2 separate regions of the Sus scrofa genome follow, and region 1 is linked to region 2. A link is a contact called in public HiChIP or PLAC-seq data. All regions are on one chromosome and are shown on one strand. Each heading gives the region's core, a stretch centred on a gene start, on an enhancer-like site or on the middle of the called end of the contact. The rest is flanking DNA. Distances are from core to core; before and after follow the strand shown.

Evidence for each region. HiChIP or PLAC-seq counts read pairs in DNA pulled down with a chosen protein or histone mark.
Region 1: a contact with region 2 is called in an H3K27ac HiChIP or PLAC-seq map of alveolar macrophages. The contact joins the promoter of RNF138 here to the promoter of TRAPPC8 in region 2. A contact is called at or near these places in 1 of 5 promoter capture datasets (liver), 18 of 47 Hi-C or Micro-C datasets (adipose tissue, alveolar macrophages, blood and 9 more) and 2 of 2 datasets of contacts at active chromatin or transcription factors (alveolar macrophages and skeletal muscle).

What each region holds. Positions count from the first base shown.
Region 1 is chr6:115,922,677-115,928,880 of Sscrofa11.1, forward strand. It overlaps RNF138 (E3 ubiquitin-protein ligase RNF138), which reads left to right and starts at 4,345. Exons shown (of 8, transcript XM_005665330.3): 1 at 4,345-4,368; 2 at 4,982-5,164. The coding sequence starts at 5,055.
Region 2 is chr6:115,784,781-115,790,827 of Sscrofa11.1, forward strand. It overlaps TRAPPC8 (trafficking protein particle complex subunit 8), which reads right to left and starts at 1,888. Exons shown (of 29, transcript XM_021096212.1): 1 at 1,339-1,888. The coding sequence starts at 1,495.

The sequences.
Region 1 (6,204 bases), core at 3,095-5,594, 140 kb after region 2:
TCACAGTAAGACAAAGCCAGGCTTTGTCAAGAAAGAAATTAATTTTCTAAATTCATTTATCCCCCCCTTTAGTATATTAATTACCTGGCCTAGGAGACTTAACTGAAGTGTTTTACTTATGGAGGACCAGTCAGTTGTAAATGGCAAGGGGAAAGGTCTAGTCTTTCCAGGGCAAGGGATTATATACTTGGAAAAGGGAGAGTAGGAGAAAGGTGTGTTATAGGAGTTACTGTCGTGGCTCAGTGGTAATGAACCTGACTAGTATCCATGAGGACACAGGTTCAATCTCTGGCCTCACAAAGTGGGTTAAAGGATCCGGCATTGCGGTGAGCTGAGCCGTAGGTCACAGACATGGCTCAGATCCCTTGTTGCTGTGGCTGTGGTATAGACTGGTAGCTGTAGCTCTGATTTGACCCCTATACTGGGAACTTCCATTTGACATGGATGCAGCCCTAAAAAGACCAAAAAAACAACAAAAAAAACAAACAAAACAAAAAAAAAGTGTGTTATAGGCAAGTTGAGAGGAGAGCTGAGGGCTGGGGAGGTGAAAGCACATTGCCTCATAGGTTGTGCAGAACCAACAAATTCAGTGACATTGAATGTTTGGAAGGGAGTTCCCTGGTTGCCTAGCAGTTAAGGATCTAGCATTGTCATTTCTGTGGCTTGAGTTTGATCCCTGGCCCAAGAAGTTCTGCATGCTGTGGGTACTAGGAAAAAAGTTTGGAGGGAACAAGTTTCCTTCTAGAGTGACAGACTGGAGGGCCCCAGAGAAGCTGTGGACTATGGCTGTGTTGAGAGCACCAGAGGCCTGCTGTGTTGAGGGTCAAGGAACTGGAAGATGACTGTGGTAGATGGCTCAACCAGGGCATAGGACAGGGCCTTGATCCAGCTAAGACAGGCCAGGGTAGCCCTCACTAGCAGGTACCAAGACTCAGAAGAATGCCCAGGACTCATTGCATTTCAGAGGGCACCCAAAAAAATCCTCTGCAGAAAAGTTCAGCAAGAAATCAAAGGAGGGAGTTCCCGTCATGGCTCAGTGGTTAAGGAATCTGACTAGGAAGCATGAGGTTGCGGTTCGGATCCCTTGCCTTGCTCAGTGGGTTAAGGATCTGGCGTTGCTGTGAGGTGTGTTATAGGTCTCAGATTCGGCTCGGATCTGGTGTGGCTGGGGCTCTGGCGTAGGCCGGTGGCTACAGCTCCGATTAGACCCTTAGCCTGGGAACCTCCATATGCCTCGGGTGCAGCCTTAGAGAAAGGCAAAAAAAAAGAGAATTCAAAGGAGGGAGTTCTCATTGTGGTTCAGTGGTTAACGAATCCGACTAGGAACCATGAGGTTGTGGGTTTGATCCCTGGCCTTGCTGAGTGGGTTAAGGATCCGGCATTGCTGTGAGCTGTGGTGTAGGTTGCAGACGTGGCTTGGATCCCGCATTGTTGTGGCCTGCGTTGTTGTGGCTGTGGCATAGGCTGGCAGCTACAGCTCCGACTGGACCCCAGCCTGGGAACCTCCATATGCCTCGGGTGTGGCTCTAAAAAGACAAAAGACAAAAAAAAAAAAAATTCAAAGGAGACCTTGTAGATCTCAGGACCAAGATTCACCAGTAGAGTCTCAAGTTCAGGTCAGCTATGCCTTGTCTTTCCTCTTATCCTCACAGATACCATTTTGAAGGGAGCTGACAGAGATGGACTATTGAGATTATTTTAACCTAAACTTAAGGGAAATGTTTAAATTATTGCAACAGACTAAGTTTATAAAATTAGTGCAACATTTAGGGTTTTTCCCCTACTGCCCAAAGGCTAAGGAAGTTTTATTTACATAGCTGAATGCATTTTAAGTAAATCTGTGACACTGCCATAAAAATATCAAGCAGTTTTTCATATGAAATGCTGCCAAGAGGGAATATTGTGTCTTTTGGCATTTATAGTTTATTTTTCTAAGCTTAACTCTCAGAGGGTAACTATGTTTTCCTTATATCCACAGTTTTGATAGATTTCCGCTATATGCTTACATGTACGCCAAATGACTTATTTGAGTCATAGATTACATGAGGAAGGAGTACAAACATGTTTGTAATGTTTGCATTACAGAGAAAGAAGGAAGAAAATGAAATTAAAGTCACAGAATTAAGGTTCTGGTTAAGGATTCTCGGTGAGTAAAGAGAAACATTCTATTGGGTAGAAAATAAACTTCACTTCCTAAAGTGGTCAAAATAAATAAAATATGCTTGGGAGATTATCAGAAATGTGGGGAGTTCCCATCTTGGCACAGAGGAAACGAATCTGACTAGGAACCATGAGGTTTCGGGTTCGATCCCTGGCCTCACTCAGTGGGTTGTGGATCCAGCGTTGCTGTGAGCTGTGGTGTAGTTCGAAGACGTGGCTCCGATCTGGTGTTGTGGCTCTGGCGTAGGCCGTCAGCAAGAGCTCTGATTAGACCCCTAGCCTGGGAACCTCCATGTGCCACAGGTGTGGCCCTAAAAAGACAAAAGACCAAAAAAAAAAAAAAATGTGAAAGCTGGGAGTTCCCTGGTGGCTCAGCAGGTTAAGGATTTGGCATTGTCACTGCTGTGGCATAGGTTTGATCCCCGGCTGGGGAACATCCACATGCCACCTACTGCTATTAGATACCTCTCTCATCCAGTGTTCCTCCTCCCAAGAAATCTGAAGCTAAAGTTAGCCTTCCTGCTTTGCTTCTGATTTTGCTAGGGAGAAAAGGGGGAAAAATACAAAATATTTTAGTTTGGTTTTGGAGGGAACTTGCTATTTATTGGACAAATAATTCAGTATTATCCTAGGAAATGTCTTTTTAAGGTGGACATCAGGATCCATTTCCCACTTTCCTGTAGAGCAGAAATTGACAGAACATTGTAAGTCGACTATAACAAAAACAAAGTCCAATTCCTCCATAAGGTTTCTCTAAGTCCATACAAATCCAATCGCTCTTCTTCCTTTCCTCATTATAGTCACTGTCAATGAAAAATGTAGTATTTTACTAAATACGATTTTTTTGTCCTTTCGTTTTTATAGACATCCAAGAGTCTAAATGAATTCAGAGTAAAGTTCATGACACCTGCATAATATCTAACATAATGCCAAGGACAACGTAGACAATAAAGGACAGAATTGAATTAACTAGGCGTTTCAATGGCTTCTACTGATGATTCATTTAGTCCTCAGTGGAAAGTTTTAACAAATTATGGTAATGAAAACTTTTTCTTTTCAGAAGAGATATGAGGATGATTTATGATGTTCCATTTCTTTAGCTCCGTTCATAAGGTTGTGACCTCATCTTACAGACTTATCATCTGTATGTATCTGGAAATTAAGGACCCATTAAGAAATTTAAATTAGCGAATAACGGTGAAATGCCTAGATCCATACTTCTACTTAATTTTTCTTCAAAGCTGTAAACAAAAACCAAAAAACAAAGATGTTAGTGGAAAACCGCATCTACGACTGTAACCTGTCAGGCACACTGTATTAAAGGCAAAAGTTGAAACCCTCTCAAAGGGGGCTTATTTTAAAATTTTTCCTTTCTAGGAGTTCCCTCATGGCGTAGTGGGTTAACGAATCCGACTAGGAACCATGAGGTTGTGGGTTCGATCCCTGGCCTTGATCAGTGGGTTAAGGATCTAGCTTTGCCGAGGTGTGGTGTAGATTGCAGACGCTGCTCGGATCCCGCGTTGCTGTGACTCTGGTGTAGGCCGGTGGCAACAGCTCCGATTAGACCCCTAGCCTGGGAACCTCCATATGCGCCGGGAGAGGCCCTAAAAAAGGCAAAAAGATTTTTTAAAAAATTCTCCTTTCTAAAGGATTAAAATCCTATAACGGATTTTAAATAACCCAACCTGACATGATCAAAACATTCTGGCAACAGAAAACAGTAAGGACCAGATCTTTAACATAAGATATTTTTTCAGGGAAAAATCCTGAAAAACCCAATATATTTGATAGGCGTTGTGAGAAATAGGATCCCTCCAGTGGGGAGGCTGGGGGTACAGGTGAGCATCCTGCTGTTTATGTCGCAAGCTGCCTCAGGGGGCACGCGGCGGTTGCTATGGAGGCCGCCCCCCCCCCAGTCCCCGCGCTCGCTGCTCCCTTCTGTTCGGTGACCTGCTGGGCAGGCTGCAGGCAGCGCGATGCCGCGGGAGAGTTGCTGGAGGGGGCGGTGGGACCCCGGTACACCATGAGCCTCGGGCCCGGCCCCGTGTCGGGCCGATGAGCGCTGCGCACTCCCCCGCCACTCCCCTCCCGGCCTCGGCTGCGAAAAAGGCAGCGGCTGGACAAAAAGCCCGAGGACGCCGCCGGGTTTCCCTACCAACACTCGCTAGGGAACCTGCATCACCAGCCGCCAGACTGCGGGGCTCTTAAGTACGGACTCTTAAGTGAGCGTCCACTCAATCTGAACGCAGGGGCGGGAGGGGAGGGGGCGGGGCGGGGCCGGGCCGGGCGGGGGAGGGGACGGGGGCTGGCTAGGACGGGGGCGGGGCGGGGCGCCGCTGAAAAGGGTAGGTAACCTGGTGAGGAGCAGGCGGCTGCGCGGGCGGGGGGCGGGGGGCTCGGGGTGGGGGTGGGGAAAAGGAACTGAGAAGTCAGGGAAAGGGAGGCCGGACGCGCAGAAGAGGGCTGAGGGCGGAGTCGCAGCTACGGCGTGGAGACAGGTAACGGAGTGGCCTGAGGGGGGCGGGGGAATGGCCGCGGGCTGGGGACGCCCTTCCCGGGCGAGAGGGGCGGCTCCTGGCTCCGGTGGAAGCAGCCGTGAGGCCGGCCAATCGCCGGCCTCTCATCTGCGGCCTCTTACCCGGCGCGCGTTCCCGGCCTGCCCCTGAGCCAGGAGCGGCCCTGGGCTCGACCCTCGCCTGGCGCGTGCGGCCATAGGGTCTCGGCGTTCGGCCCCGCCCTGTCTCGACCCCGCCTCGGCCCGCCCCCTTCCTGACTCGAGACGCTTCCTGACGCGATTCCCCGCCCCCTCTGGGTCGCGCAGGGAGTCGGGCCCCGGGCCGCCACCGCCACCTCGGCCGCTGCCGCCGCCATCGCTTTCATCCCCATCCCCCGCCATGGCCGAGGAGCTCTCTGCGGCCACGTCCTACACCGAAGATGATTTCTACTGCCCTGTCTGTCAGGAGGTGCTCAAAACGCCCGTGCGGACCGCGGCCTGTCAGCACGTGTGAGTAGACGGCCCCTCCCCCGCGCCGAACCGGGTGGTCGTTTAGGCCCCGCATCCAGCCCCGGACCCTGGGCTGCGGCCTGGCGGGACGCGAGCCCGCAGGCGGCCTCCCGGAGTGCCGCTAGGCGCTGAGGGCCCGTTCCCAGCCAGTCGGAGCCCCGGGCCGCCCTCCCTCTGAACTCGCGGCCCGGTGCCTGCGCCCGGCCCCTCCGCCCGAGCTCGCGGGCCCCAGGGCTCCTCCGTCCTCGCGCCCCCGGGGCAGTGCCCAGGCCGGTCCCCGTGGCGTTTTCGGGCCCCGAGGCCCCTCTCCTCTCCGGCAGCCCCGGGAAGGGGTGCAGGGAACAGGGAGCCTTTTTGTTTCCTAGCAACCTGAGTGAAGGCTGGGGTGTCGAGTGTCAAAACCCGCTGGATGTGCCCGCACAGCCCGCTTCGCGACCGGCCCCGCTTTCAAGTTTCACTTTTCAAGAACCTTGGCCCATTCTTTTCTGATCCATGAGGTCTCATCTAACTTAACCTCTCGGCCCTGCTTCACAGACCACCCTTGAATGTGTTTCAATGCGTTCACCATTCAGTACTAGTTGGAATGAGCTAGAATGGGTTTGCCTCCTTCATTTGTTAGAACTCACAGGATTTCCGGGTATTGGAGTGATAGTTTTCCTTTGTTTTACTCCTCTGCTTATTACTTGGTTACTACAAAGGTGAAGACGGCTGTTGTGAGGAATGAACTGAAATTAATGCAGTAACCCCAGAGGTGATGGGAACACAAAGGGATTCAGTAAGGTGGCCTGGTGCTGTTCGATTTGGCACATTTATAGAACTTTGATAATTTTATAGACTACTAGGATGTCAGTAAGGGTTGGAAAGAGCCCATCTTGTAAAGGTATATAGCACTTCTGACAAACCTGGCTGCTGATTGGAGTCCCTGGGGAACTTTTTAAGTAAACATACCAATTCCCAGGCTCCATTCCAAACTTATAAAAGAATTTCTGGCGGGTGAGGCCTGGAAATCTCTGTCTGAAAATATACACTCAGGCTTGAAA
Region 2 (6,047 bases), core at 638-3,137:
TTAGGGCCACACCCAGGGCATATGGAGGTTCCCGGGCTAGGGGTCCAATCAGAGCTTCAGCTTCGGGACTACACCACAACCACAGGAACGTGGGATCCCAGCTGCGTCTGCGACCTACACCACAGCTCATGGCAACGTGGGATCCTTAACACACTGAGCGAGGCCAGGGATCCAACCCGCAACCTCATGGTTCCTAGTTGGATTCGTTTCCACTTTGCCAAGACAGGAACTCTTCAAAGCGTTGTGGGGTTTGTTTTCTTTTTTAATAGCTCCCTTTCTCCTTTAAATACAAAAGAATATACACCTGTGGCATGTAAATACATAAATTTATGGCACAGCATTGTTTTTTTGTGGAGAAGTCACCATAACCAAAAAAAATCATGGTCGTTGGCTCAACACAGCTTTATTATAGGCCCGTTTATTTTATTATAGAAACTTTTTATTTAAAGTTCTTACAAAGAACTTCACCTAAACTTTGCTATGTCCTGTTTGCAAAGTGGAGGTAAAGATACTGGTTAAACCACATTTGGGAGTTAATATTACGCTTACTTTTCCCTAATAAAGAATCCAAAGCTGGAGAAAACCAGGTAGCTCTTCAATAAGACATTTCTCCCGGTGATTAAACGCTTATCTGGAAAAAACAAATGTCAGGCCTTTTCCATTCCTATAAATGTAGATAACTCTAACTATCTCGATTAAATTAACTACAACTTGTCCTTACTTCCTAGTTCATCAGGCAAAAAAAAGGCTGTTCCAAGTTTCATTACTTTTATAATACTTCTCATTTTCTTGAGAAGTTATAATACTTTATACCTAAGGACACATTTAAATGTTGAAAAGAAAAAAGTAAAATAACTAAACATAAGTCTAGAAAAGGATGAGCCTCACTACTAAAGAATGTAATACTACTCAAGACAACTTTGAAAGCCCAGTTTAACTCCCAGGGGAAGATGATTCGTCTTCTTTACTAAGACCTCAAACGTCTAACAGGCAGATCTTACTCTCACCTTCTCTGCAACTTCCTAATTCCCTCCCTATGGCCGCAGAAACAGTCTCACTGCCCTTCTCTGGGCCCACTCTTTTTTTTACACGAATTACCTAACAGTCTAACTTGTCTGGGAAGTGCCTAGAAAAGCTGGAGGTTAGGACCACGCTGTCTTGACAACCTCTCCCCTGGCCCCTCCTCCAGCGGCCGCCCGAGAGAAAGAGGGGCCCCAGCCCGACGCCACTCTACCGGCTCCTGGATGTAAACATCGCCGTTCTCTTCCCCACCCGCGCCCAACTTCCCTCTCCCGGCCGCGGTTTTGCAGGAGCTCAGTGAAAAGGGAGACCACATACCCTCGGAAGTGAGGCGAGAGAAGGGCTTAAGCAACTCCGCGAAGCTAAGGTGATTGAGACGAGTGAGCCGCTCGGCTTCGTCGCTGCATAGCGCGGCGACACAGGGTACGAAGGAGTCCGGGATGAGCTCCTGCACCGACTGTACACACTGGGCCATCACCACGGCAGAGGCGGCGGCGTCCGCCTTTCGGCCCACTCAGAGGCTGATCCAGCGGCTGCAGCAGCTACTGCCGCCGCCCGCCAGCCTGGCCCGGCCGGGCGGGGCCCGGCACTAAAGCCTTGAAACCAATAGAAGGAACAGATGCTTCCTCGGTTCCCGGGGCACCAGCCACTGACCCCTCCCCGTCACCGCCGCTCCTCAGCACTCGCCCCGGCGTCCTCGCATTCCACCCAGATAAGTGGAGACGCCGACAATCGCCAGTTAATCCTCCCGACGGCAAAGCCTTGGTCACTGTCCCACCGGTATCGCCATATTGAGGCCGAACCCTGACCCACCGGCGTACTTATCCCATCAGCCCCCGCGCTCGCCCCTCACGTGACAGTGTCAAAGGAGGCGATAGGGGCGGAGAAAGAGAGCGGGGAGAGGGAAGTAAAAGAGCGACCGAGGCCTGTAGGGAGGCCGGCGCCGGAAGTGGGACGGGTGGGTCCCTTACTAGGCAGGGCTAGGGCGGGGACTACGAGTGCAGTGGGCGGGGCTAGGCAGACAGGCACGCAGCGTTAGGTCTGGCTTGGCAAAGCCGCTCCATGTGCGACCGGGAGTCAGTAGGTAGACGCTTGTGATCCGTGATGATACAGTGGTGGAGGCGCTCGTAAGCCTTCCACGCCCAGGGGGCCTCCCCTGGAAACAGTGGGCAAGTGATGTGGCTGTTCGCGCTGCTTCCTGCCCATTGGCCCCGCCCTTCCCACGCTCATAGTGGAGCGACTAGGGGCACCTGCTCAGGGAAGAGGTCCCCATGTCCTCCCAGTTCTTGGGGGTTTCTCTGGATCCGGCCTGAAGAGGCCGACGTATCTTTTGAACACAGCCATGCTTTTTAGAAAGCATTTAGAAAAGGTTACCACGAATGGGGACTCAAGCAGTGAGCAGAAATGTGTGCTGTTGTGGGCGCTGCAGTTAACCCGAGTGTAAGAGAAACTCCTGCGCTACTGCAGTCTTGCTGGTCTCAGAGAACGTGTGTGCCTGGGGACATCCGACCTGATCCTCCGCAGCAGCTTCCTTTTTACACTCTACTGAAATACTACTTTGTAGTGATGAAAGTGGAAAGCCAGTAATTACGTGCCAAGCGAAAGCTTGACTGGCTTCTTGCTAGCTTTCATTTTTATAGATTTTTTTTCCCTCAAAATATGTATAAGTGATTGAAAGGAAGTTTACTATATCATTCAACTGATTGGATTCCTTCAGAACTATATGCTAAAAATATAAGGCAAGGAAAAATGGAACTCTGTCATGGTTTTATGGCTCTTGATTTAAAGGACGCTTCCCCAACAACTATATCACAGATTGTCGGATTTTTTGGCACCCTGAATATTCTACCATGGTAAGAATTTATGGCAGATAAGTATGCCTTTTTCCTATAAATCAAAAAATGGGATGTAGGAAAGGACAGTAGGATATACTGACATGACACCTTAGCCACAGATCAGTCTACAAAAGATAACATGTGCAAGTTGAAGATCTGGAAAATCAGTCCCTTAAAACTTATCTGTGCCTGAGGACCTCTTGGAAATTCTTTTCTTATCCCCCGGGGTATACATATTCCCTTTTGAATACTTCAGATATATCCCTTACCTTTTTTATTTTTTATTTTTATTTATTTATTTATTTATTTTTTAATTTTTTTGGCCTGGGCCCTGGGCCAGGGGTGGAACTCACACAACAGTAGCAACCCAAGCCACTGAAGTAACAACACCAGATCCTTAACCCAATGTGCCACAAGGGAACTCCATCCCTTACCCTTTCTAATGTGAGAATCTCCTGCAACAGAGTATAACTCAAGTTATAAGATATATTTTTTTGGTAACAGGGTTCCCCAATGCAAGCATACTACTTTGTTTATTATGCAACTCAAAACTTAAAAAGGCAATGTATTTTTTACAGTGAATGTAAAACTAGCTATATTAGACTCTTTGAGAAAGACTCTCCAAGGGTAATTTAGCCTGAATGGATTTTTGGAGATATAATTCACGTACCATAAAATTCGCTCCTTTAAAATGTACAGTTCAGTGGTTTTAAGTTTATTCAGAAAGTTGCACAACCATTACTACTAGTTCCAGAACATTTTCATCACCCCAAAAAGAAGACTGGTGCATACGAACAGTCACTCTTCATCCTAATACCCCTTCTAGGCCCTGACAATCACTAATCTACTTTCTATCTCTATGGATTTACCTATTCTGGACATTTCATATAAATAAGAATCATTCAATATGTGACCTTTGTGTCTGATTTCCTTCACTTAGCATCATGTTCATAGTTTATCCATATCATAGCATGAATCAGTACTTCATTCCTTTTTACAACTGAGCCTAAATGAATTTTTGTCCTATGCATTGACTTTACCATCTCACACCACATCTATACAGTGTTTCCAATGAATGACTTCCCTGTAAAAATCCATTTCTTTCCTAATCTATCCTAAATGATCTAAAGTGTTCATCTTCTGAAGTGTCCTCCCCTAGGAGTTCCCGTCGTGGCACAGTGGTTAACGAATCTGACTAGGAACTATGAGGTTGTGGGTTCAATCCCTGGCCTTGCTCAGTGGGTTAAGGATCTGGCATTGCCGTGAGCTGTGGTGTAGGTCGCAGACTCTGCTCAGATCCCGCGTTTCTGTGGCTGTGGCGTAGGCTGGCGGCTACAGCTCCGATTCGACCCCTAGCCTGGGAACCTCCATATGCCTCAGGAGCGTCCCTAAAAGACAAAAAGACAAATAAATAAATAAAGTGTCCTCCCCTAAAGATTAAACTGGAATCACTGCCACATTTGCTTTGCAGCCTACAGGAATGGGGAAAGAGAATGAAAAAGTATGTGACTAATGGTTTAAGATCAGATTGTAGAAATAGCATTCAACAATTTCAATCACATTCCACTGCCCCCCCCCAAGTCTCATGGTCACAGCTATCTCCTAAGGAGACTGGAAAATATAGGCTTGAGAGTTCTGTTGCTAAACAAAGAGGAGAATGAATACGAGATGACCGTCAAGAGTCTCCACCCTGCTTTTTTAGGAATGAGATACCCTGCAGGATAATTTTACCTAGGGTCTAAGATATCACATCTCTCATTTCTCTGACTCCTCTGGACATTGACCTTTTTTGCATCACATGTCCTTTCAACCATTTACTCTGTCCAGGAAAAATGAAGTGCTATGATTGGCCAGGCCTTGGCCTTGTGCCCACCCTCAAGGCCAAGAGGACAGGGCCTGTCACTAAAAGAGAGGAAGCTTGCTGGACAAAATAATAACAATAACACAAGCAAATAAGAACCTATTTTCCAAGTAGTAAAGATGAGCCCCAGCTTCCTTCTCTCCCCAGAATCAAAGAATCCTGTAAAATGTATGCTATGCCAATAGCCTTATACTTTGAAACACTGTGTTACCAAATGATCATGGTTTTTTTTATTTTGCATGTATGACATTGCCAGTCTCTTCTGCTGTCTGGTGTGGTCAAATTTAAAGAACACAGACACGGAAATCAGAGGTGCCTCGCATTCTTTATCTGTAAGTTTATGAACTTGGAACTAAGATTTCCGGTATTCATTTTAATTTAATGTGAAGATCTGAGAGTCTGCTCTTATTTCCATTATTATTAAATTTTACTGTGTTAACAGTAGATGGTGCTATTGGGTATTGGCTGCAAAAGCAAAAAAACAAAACAAAACAAAACATAAAGTACATGGATCTCACATAGAAGATAACCTAACTGTACATCAGAGTATTGGAGGTTGGGGGTGCTGAGAAATTTTGTTCATTAAAAGTTTATGTACAAGCTTATGTGGAATCTAAAAAACATGAATGTATATACAAAACAGAAACAGACTCACAGGCATAGAAAACAAACTAATAGTTACCAAGGGGGGAGAGGTAAGGGAGGAGGGACAAATTAGGGGTATGGGATTAACAGATACAGACCACTGTACATAAAATGGATAAGCAACAAAGATGTACTGTTTCATAGGGAAACCTACCCAATATCTTATAATAACCTACAATGGAATATAATGTGCAAAAATCCTGAATCACTAGGCTGTATGCCTGAAACTAACACAATATTATGTACAGCCGAACTTCAATTTGTAAAAAGTTTCTTTTTTATTTTTATTTATTTGTGGGTTTTGGTGTTTTGTTTTTTTTGTTTTGTTTTTTTGTTCTTGGTCTTTTTGTCTTTTTTTAGGGTTGTACCCACAGCTTATGGAGGGTCCCAGGCTAGGGGTCTAATCTGAGCTGTAGCCAGTGGCCTACACCACAGCCACAGCAACTTGGGATCCAAGCTGCATCTGCGACCTACAGCACAGCTCATGGTAACGCCAGGTCCTTAACCCACTGAGCAAGGCCAGGGATCCAACCCGCGTCCTCATGGATGCTAGTCAGGTTCGCTAACCACTGAGCCATGATGGAACTCCCAAATGTTTCTTATGTTCAAAGATTTTATAGCCTACTACTTTAAAACACTAAAAAAGAAAGATTTAAATATATAATCTACATATTGACCTACACTTT